Regions from separate parts of the Drosophila melanogaster genome. Here region 2 is linked to region 1. A link is a contact called in public Hi-C data. All regions are on one chromosome and are shown on one strand. The core of a region is the stretch at or near the end of the contact, and the rest is flanking DNA. Distances in the headings are between cores, read along the strand shown.

Evidence for each region. Hi-C and Micro-C count contacts between places; a contact is called where the count stands out from the background.
Region 2: a contact with region 1 is called in a Hi-C map of the Kc167 cell line, with 1.6 times the contacts expected there. The contact joins the promoter of CG31869 here to the promoter of Trim9 in region 1. A contact is called at or near these places in 19 of 107 Hi-C or Micro-C datasets (the D17-c3 cell line, the Kc167 cell line, the OSC cell line and 9 more).

What each region holds. Positions count from the first base shown.
Region 1 is chr2L:10,542,682-10,547,198 of dm6, reverse strand. It overlaps Trim9 (Tripartite motif containing 9), which reads right to left and starts at 2,316. Exons shown (of 10, transcript NM_001201857.2): 1 at 899-2,316. The coding sequence starts at 1,795. lncRNA:CR44618 (long non-coding RNA:CR44618) reads left to right here and starts at 3,677. Exons shown (of 1, transcript NR_124178.1): 1 at 3,677-4,339.
Region 2 is chr2L:10,799,291-10,803,807 of dm6, reverse strand. It overlaps CG31869, which reads left to right and starts at 2,699. Exons shown (of 7, transcript NM_164944.4): 1 at 2,699-3,129. It overlaps lncRNA:CR44581 (long non-coding RNA:CR44581), which reads left to right and starts at 1,007. Exons shown (of 2, transcript NR_124184.1): 1 at 1,007-1,229; 2 at 1,388-2,213.

The DNA.
Region 1 (4,517 bases), core at 1,067-3,566:
GTTCCGTCAAAACAAAAGCTAACGAAGGTGGGTAGAAGTTGTAAAGAATTTGCTTTAATGAAATACTTCAACTGGCTAACAGACTCAGAGATACCCCTTTCAAAATGTTTGTCTGCAGTTGTGAAATGTACAAAAATTCTTAGTATTTTTTCAAGCCTTGTTGTTATCCTTTTCTACAGTTCCACATTCATAATACAATTTCGTTGATTTGCAAGCTGCTTTAAGCACCAATATTCCCAAATACTTGCAGCAAAACAATGTTGCATGAAAAATGTTCGGGGCCACAAGACAAGCCATAAATTTTCCACAAAAAAGCCAGACGAAAGGCAACAGTAGAAATGGAATACAATCAACTAAAAAGGAGGAAGCAAGCCAGGATGTGGCCAGGATATGCGATGCCTTCGCCAGCAAATACATATTTATTTCATGAGGTCCCTACTTTCGCCCCTAATTAGTTTGCCTCAATGCCGTATTTTTCTTCGACCCCCCCAAAAAGGACTCTTTTGATTCCTGGCAATGAATTTCCGGACATCACGGTCATATCATTGGCCTTTATTGGCTCTACACAAACTGCTGGGATCTGAACTTGGTTTGCATAAATAACCAATTCCTATTTGGTATTTCTTTAATTAGCACATCTTCCCTCTTCTGTCTTTCAAATAAAAGCACTTTGTTTACCAATAAATTAAACAAATATTTGTATTTGTCTGGCTGTTAGTAGAATGGTCTGCAATATTGACTGAAGGATTCGAGCATATTGTGCATTTAACAAATTAATTTAATAAATACTTGTACTTGTAGTATAGATTCAAGCAGTTTCTCGTTTTGATATGGCATATGCAACTCGCAATCATTAAAGTCAACTATTTAACTATCGAAATCCCATCACACAACTCACCTTTTGAGCCTTGCAGGTGACGTTGATGGACTGGACGTCGTGTGCCTGGTGGCGCAATTCTCCGATGCAAAGTCCGCAGGCGGGAGCCTTGCAGCTGAGGCAGTACTGGGAGAGGGTCTCCTCGTGCTCCCCGCAGACGGACTCCCTCTGCTGGGCGGCGCCGCGCGGCTTGACCAGCGTGTGCTTGGCCAGCGGTCCGCGGGCGGGGTGGGTCAACTCGCGGCAGGCGTCGCAGTAGCGAATCTCGCACTGCTCGCAGATCAGGGAAGCGACCTTGGGATCGGTCTCGCACATCTGGCAGCGGAGGGCCTCGCGGGCGCAAAAGCGATCCACAATGGCCTCCATGGCGCGGTAGGTGGGCAGATTCCTAACGCCTCCGTCGTCGAAGAAGACGAGCTTGCGGCAGAGCGGACAGGTGAGACAGTAGGCGGCTCCAGGCGGTGCCACCACATTGCCCACTCCTGGCAGCAGTCCTGTGCCGGCATAGGACACCGGACGCGATGTGTTCGAGCAGCAGACCACGCCCGAGTCCGCCTCGCTGAAGATGCTCACCTTGTCCGACTGATCCTGGTCGGAGGTGACGCTCTCGCTTCCGGTATTCGAGCTGGCCGTGCTGGCAGCGGAGCTGTGCGAGCTGTGCCGTGTGCCGGGTCCATTGGGATTTGTGACTGGAGCAGCTGCTCCGCCGCCGGCACCGCCTCCATTGCCATGCAACCCATTGTGTCCCGCTGCCGAAGCTGCACCCGCTCCGTTGACAGCGCCCGGTAGAGCCGATCCCGGACTGTACGGCGTCTGGATGTCCAGGGCACAGCCCAGGCAGAGGGCGTGGAAACATGGCAGCAGCACCGGATTGGCGTACAGCTGCTTGCACGTGGGACAGCGCAGTTCGTCCTCCATGTCTGGTGGTTATAATCCGCAAGAGCAATGCGATTCGGATTGAGTTGGCGAGGTCAGAGGTCCTGTTTAAATCGGTTTTATCCTCGCTTTAGTTGGGTTGCACTCTTTGGGACAACATGTCTTTGGTAATCCTCGAATTATTCACTTTACACTTTAATAAAATCGCGTTTAAAATCCTGTTTCTTGTTTACAACTTGTGCGTTAAAACCAAATCATAAATTGTTTTCCACATTTGAAACTTGCGCAATTTTTGTTTAGTTCGTAGTTTTTGGTATCTCAACAGTACCACACTTTTTACCAATCTTCACTTTGAATTCAATTTCAAGTCCTTGGAAAATTCACTTTTCACAAATTTTGTTAAAAATGTCCTTTGTTTTTTTTTATATATATATTTTGCAGTTTGTTTTCTTTCTATTCAACTTTCTTGCCACTTTGATTACGCGCCTAACTTTTGAACGCGACCAATTTCGATTTTGGGCATCCGCAACACGACCGATCCGCTTGAGATTTTTGAACGACTGGCAGTGGAATAACTTGCTTCCGCAGTCGAGGTTTCAATTCGAACTCGAATGCGTTCGACTGAGCGAACCAACTTCTTCATACCGAACTTCTTCAAGTTCGAATGAAATTAAACTATTGTCTAATAACCGCTGAAACATACGCAAAAATAATTATTGTAAAACGTATAAACGTAAAATAAAATTATTATTATTTTTTTTTTTGTTTTTTTTATTGTTTTTTATTTGTCATGTGAGTTAGTTGTTATTTGTTGACTGAAGTTCGATTCGAACATGAGCTGGCTCGATTCGAACATTCTAACTTGACAGTTTGACTACAGTTTGAGAGCGACTGCTTAAGAATAATTTTCTGAGTAAGCACTGGAAATTAAGAATTTGATATAAGGATATTAAAAATAATATAATAATAAATAAAAATATTTCAACAAAGCATTAAAAACAAATATGCGTTCAATTTCACTATCGCATTTTCTATCGTAATGCACGAATTGCCTTATCGTGAGATTGAACTAAAGCTATATAATATGATAAACCTTTATCAGTACAATACGTTTGTTTTACACCAGCTGCAGAAGTAATAGCAACTAACAATTATTCTTTTTAAGAATAAATAAAGTTTGTGATATTTTTATAATATTGTAGTTATATAATAATTGTACCAACTTTTAATAACAAAGTTCCAAGCAGCAGCAAAAGTTTGGCAAGGAACCTCACGACTGACCAAACTATTTGTCAACTTTGACTTGGACTTGAAGAGCTATTAATTGGAGTACCACCACTGTAAGTGGCTCAGGTAAGTGAGCAGGTAATGTCGGTGCCACCAGTGCACCACTATACCACTGCACCACTGATAAGCCCCGACCGGCCACCGACCCACTCGTGCACATGGCGACATTCCTAGTACCAAGTGCTTATATGAAGGTATGTACTACATCGCTCATTCCCCAATGGAGGTGTCAGCTACGTCGATTCTACGATCTACAAATATTATTGGACCACGCTGTTTGTTTGACTGATTTAAAATCGGACTCTGTTTCAGACCGTTTTCCAGTTTGTTTTGACACCGGAGCGGCCAACCGAGCGGGAAATCGAGAGCTAGCGATTGAGGATGGTGAAGAATTCCCCACGGTAACTGACATTCGATATCGGAAAGCTAAATACAAATAGGTGACCTGCTCTAGATGTTTATCTACACAGAGAGAAAATCGTTAGCATGATGGTGTTAAATAAATAAATAGCTTTCTTCAGTATGTATACCTTAGGAAAGTAATAATACTATTTCATATACTATATTTGATTCATTTTAAATTTAACAAAGGGTTTTTCAAATGGTGCTAACACAAAAATTGTTTAAAGTATTCTGATATTTTACAGATATTTTTTTGAGTGCACGCTATACAGCACGGTTAAGGAAAATGATGGAGAACGTAGCAAGAAAATCGTGCGGCGTGGAAAGTGCCTGACTCCCCCCTTTCCCAATTCAAGCATATCCCCACCCAGAGCAGTGCGTAATCCGTTCGACTTAATAAGCCACGTTCCTGCTGGAGTATTTGATCTGGATTTGGAATCGGGAGGTGTTAAGTGGCTCCCCACCTGAATGCCGCACCGAAGCCACCAGACGAACGTCTCACTCGACTATGCAAATATTGACAGGGAACGCATTCGTATGCTTAATTTGACTCAATTTATTGTTGTTTGCTTTACTTTTTCCCAGCCGAGTCCTTAATTTCCGCCTTGTATTCTTTTTCTAACTGACTAATAAATCACAAAATCGGACAGCCAGTGACGAAGAAAGGGGACGAGCTGGGCGCCTAATTGCCGTGGTATTGATTTTTATACTCTCCTGACCTATGTGTGAACTTTGGAAGGGAGATGGCGCCAAAGAATATGATACACAAAAAACGATAGCCTTAACTGGGATTGATGACATGCTTAATTATTGCATCATTTAAAAAAGACTCGTAATGTTCAACAAAATGGTACTAAATACAATTTTCAATGTCAGATATTGAAATGTATCTCAGATAACCAAACTTAAATCTTGATATGTATTACCGTGTATCTAAGATGCTAGTCTATTTATTGTTTAAACTTATTAGTAGTTATAGTAGAGAATTTGAATTTGATTAAGCAAAATACCACAATAACATAACCAATATTCAACGTAAGTTCATTTGTAAAATTAACTTCACAGATACTTTTGG
Region 2 (4,517 bases), core at 1,450-3,949, 260 kb before region 1:
GCAGCTTTCCCTTGAGAAAAACAGTATTGAAGTTCAAATGTTGAGCTAACAAAAATGAACATATCAGGCAAATGGGCCATAATAATTAATTGTTAAGAACACCGGGACCCATCAATATTTTCATCAATTAGAGTGTTTTGTTATCTCTGGCCCCCAGTGCATCTACAACTCGGTAGCTGCGCCAACATTCCGGTGGCTGTCTGCGGTTTCAAAGCGTTAACAGATTTGTACCTTGTGCGAAATTCTAAACACATCCACATCCACATCCCAACTCCGACCAAAGGGGCTCACCGCTATCCCACCAACTGCGACTGCGACTATGTTAGCTGGAGTATCTGATTTCAATGCTGAAATTGAATTGTGAACGCTGCTTGGCTTCTGTTTGATTTGTTCTTGTTTGTGTGCACATCTAGGGTATACTGGGTATGGGAATACCCGCTGTTTGCTCGATGTACGGGTATTTGCGCTTTTATCTTGCCATACGCTGGAAAATTGCTAAGGAAAATTACGCGTTTCACTTCCATTTACAGTTCTTTTTAAATCCGTCTGGGCTTATTAAAAAATATGAAATAAATAGGCTTTAATTAAAAATAAGTCTATTGGTACAAAATATTTGTTTTCTTCATTCTCCATTCTCGATAGAAATGCAGCGATTCATGGAATCTAAGCAACAGAAAAGTGATTTATTGAATAATTGGTATTGTGGCATTCGAGTCACACCAACGATAGGTTTTTACTTGTTTCATTTAGAATTTTTTGCGATTTTTTGTTTCTTTTTTATCGGAAATTTCTACTGCAGTGAGTAGTCGCGGTTTGACTAAGATAAAGAACGCGTATATCTTTCAATCAACTCAGCCTCCTCTCATATTTCAGGTTTAGACATATGTCAATGGCAGAAACACAGGAAACTGATAGATATTGCTTAGGAAATGGAAATGGAAAGGTTTAATGGACATTTTTGGCCAGAAGTAGAAGCTTTGGCTTATGCCTATTGAGACAATCAAAAGATACGACCACCTAGTCAAAAGTTTAAAACATAAATTGACAATAATTAAGATGTTACAATGTATTTTTTTAAAGACGATTTCCCCATTTCATTGACCTTTTGCTTGGTTGCAATATCGTCACCCGATTTAACTTATGCAAATTCGGTGGAAATTGATAAAGTCGCGTGGCTAAAAAGTAAAATGCTGCAGTTTCGACCGAAATGAGTTCGAATGACTCGCAAGGTAAGTGGACATGCTGACCGCGACGTAAAATCGGTAAGATTTGCTTTTACCAACCGAACTGCGATTGTAAAACTCTGCAGAAATGGTAATCGTAAACTGGTGTCAATGGCTTATTGGGTTTTTTCGAACTGCAAATGAAATCACCTGATCTTTTTTAGCCAGAACATGAATCAGCAAAGGGACTTGGCTTAATTGTGCGGGATAAGCCCAGACTAACAAATGGAATGCAGTTCTACGCATGGCACGCGTCTCACTTGCCATGTGACCAACATTTTGGCTATTAACCGGCTTTTGCCTCGCTACTCTATCGCTACGAAGATACTCCAAGTTCATGGATACACTCTCGATTCGGAATTAATCAGACGACTTTCAACCACGGGCAATCTCAGACGGTCACAACAACCACCGTTCAGATGCCCCGGGTCCCACCAACATTCCTGGCATAATTTCGTGTGTGAGTAAGCAAACGAGTTCGGGAAAATATTAGACGTCATGGGGCACCTTGGTTTGCCGCTGGCAACAAGAAGACGTTGGGATTCACTCGAAATTTACTGTCTGCTGAGTGCACAAAGGTGCAAAGTCGAGCTCAGCGAGCAAATTGGAATTTTTGGTAATCACAGGACGACTCAGCTCATTTGGAAGAATGCCTCAGGCGAAGGCCTGTTTCTGAATTGGCTAACGCAGTATTTTTCTGAATTACCCAAATAGGAACAATCAAGGTTGTAGAAATCGGGTAAACAATATTTTTCGTTAGTCATTCCAATTAAAATTTGTATATTGGCACTAAGAAATTCCCAGCGGAAGCAACATGTTGCGAACAGTCCAGCAACACGCAAGTTCACTTTTGCCGGCTTGCAAGTTTTGCCTTCGATCCGAAGTTCGTTTCGAACTTAAATCAGCGCAGACTCAGACGGCTCGAGATCAGAGAACTCACACTTGAATTGAGCTATAAACGAGCTAAGCTACATCTTTATGAATTTATTTAATATAGGTTTTTTAAGCTATTGTATCATATTATTACATATATTTATAGAAAACTTGTTCGCAAGAAAGTCAAATTCTATGACTCAGAAGTAGGTTTAATACACTACTTACAACATCGTAAGGAATTTTTATACATGTATTCCATGAAAAATAAATACTTTTACTTAAAAAATAAAAAGAATATTCTAACAAAAATTTTTAAAATATTTACCAGGCGACTTAGAATAATTTTTTATTTATAAACAAAAGCTGTCTAGAAACTAGCTAAGCCGCCATTTCCGTTCAAGCCTAACATTGCGACTTGAACTTGCCGCCGTTCGAAGCCGGGGCGTGCATAAGGGGGCGTGGCGGCGGGTTGGTGTGGTGAGGGGAGGGAAGGGGCAGGTGTGCGAGCGAGCTTGGTTACCGTCGACGGCTGCAACAACAAAAGACAAACATCGCCACTCTGATGTCGATTTTTTTGTCGGGCCGCGCTTCGTTTATTTTAGTTAGTAACGAGATTTCGAGCGCACAACGTTGACGTCGCGGTTGAAAATCGAAAATCGGCCAAAGGCGGCTGAAAGCTCACATAATTTACAGTGCGTACTGCCTATGGTGAACCCCCTTGCGTCGCTGAGTGTGCAACTGTGTGCGGGCGCAGACATGAAGTGAATAAGAAATTGGAAAAGCACTAAAACATAACATATATGTAAAAAAAAATATATTCAGAAAAAAAACCGAAAAAAAACGCAAAAGAAAACGGCAAGAAACGTGGGTAAGGCCAAAAGCGAGGCAAAAACCGTCTAAAAAGCAGCAGCAATAGCAAAACACCACCACCACACCAGCTCGACGCTAATCAGAAAATATTTCTTTAAGCCCATCATCCATCGCGCCCCTCAAATCGAAAAAGCGCGAAATATTCATTTCGGCCACAAACGTAAGTGTCTGCATGTGCAAGTCGATATGTGGCCATATGTAATATATGTGGCTATGTTTGTACAACAAACCAGGGGACACTTGTAGTAACAATATTGCAATGGCAACAAAAATAATGCAAAGGTTGTTTGATAGTCGGTTGCCAAGAGTGAAATTATTGAACAAGAAATTCGTTCGCTTGGTGATTTTCAGTCCAGCGAAGCGGGGGAAAATGCGCCAAAATATTTACGCGCCGTAAATATTCAGTTTAGCTGTCATAGCCAAGGAAATATAGTCAATTGCAGTGGTTCATGAAAAATATTAAATTATAATTCTTACAGAAAATTAAAGGTAAATTCTATAAATAAAGAAAGCAAGCCGAAAATGAAAAGTAGCAGCTTTGTGCACCAAGTTGAAACTAAAAACTGAGACAAAAAACCTTAATAAATTGGCGAATCCATAAATGATAGAAAATTCCCAGGAACTGTATTTGTTGAAAATAAAATTGATTCAGTAGCTTTAGCTTTTTAGCTAGATCACATTTCAAAGAAATACTTGAAATATGTTTATCCACATTTCTCGAGAAGTCTGCGAAGCTGTTCGAACAAATCGGTTGCTTACTTAATTCGCAGTAAGTGAAGGATGATGTGTCTATGCGATTGTTTTGATTCGAATACACATATGTATACCCACCTACATAGTTCACTTACCTGTGTTCAAATACCCCTGATGCCAAACAATCGAAACGCTTTTGAACTATGTACCATTATTGTTAGGTATTGCTCTTTATTTCTGTGTACTTTTTGGCGTTCACAAATTGTTTGGATTTTGAGCGGCGGCGGCGGCGGCGGCGGTGACTAAGTGCTGATTTTTACGATTACAGGTGTTTGAAATGTATTCAAAATTTATGAGCGACTTGCTGCTGCAACTGATGTGTGTGTGGCACATGAAATAAAGCCATTTGACAGCAGCCCAGACCTTACAAGGTTCATTGCTACTCGTCACTGTGTTTTTTATCCCCCCCAAGTTTCATGTAGGCTTGCTGCCTAGATAATAAACATTAATCTTAATGGCATTGTCGCTGGGCTATCCAGCTACCAACTACCAGATACTAGCTACCAGCTACCGACTAAAACGAAAATAAAGCGAGTAAATCAACAATAAACAAATGGCAAGACACGCGTGTCTGCCTTTTAGCCGTGGCTTGTGAACTTTTCTTGTGGCTTTTTTCTCCTTTTACTATTTTTTTTTGCCTTTTTTTTGTTTCTCTGACAGCTTCTATAGCGTGTTAATTCAGACGGTATTGTATTGAAATCTTGTTCCTCAATTTTTGGCACATTCATTCAGTGCGGCTTCTGGGGATTCATTGCAAATTAAGCGTTGCTTCTTGCCGATTATAGAAATTTTCGC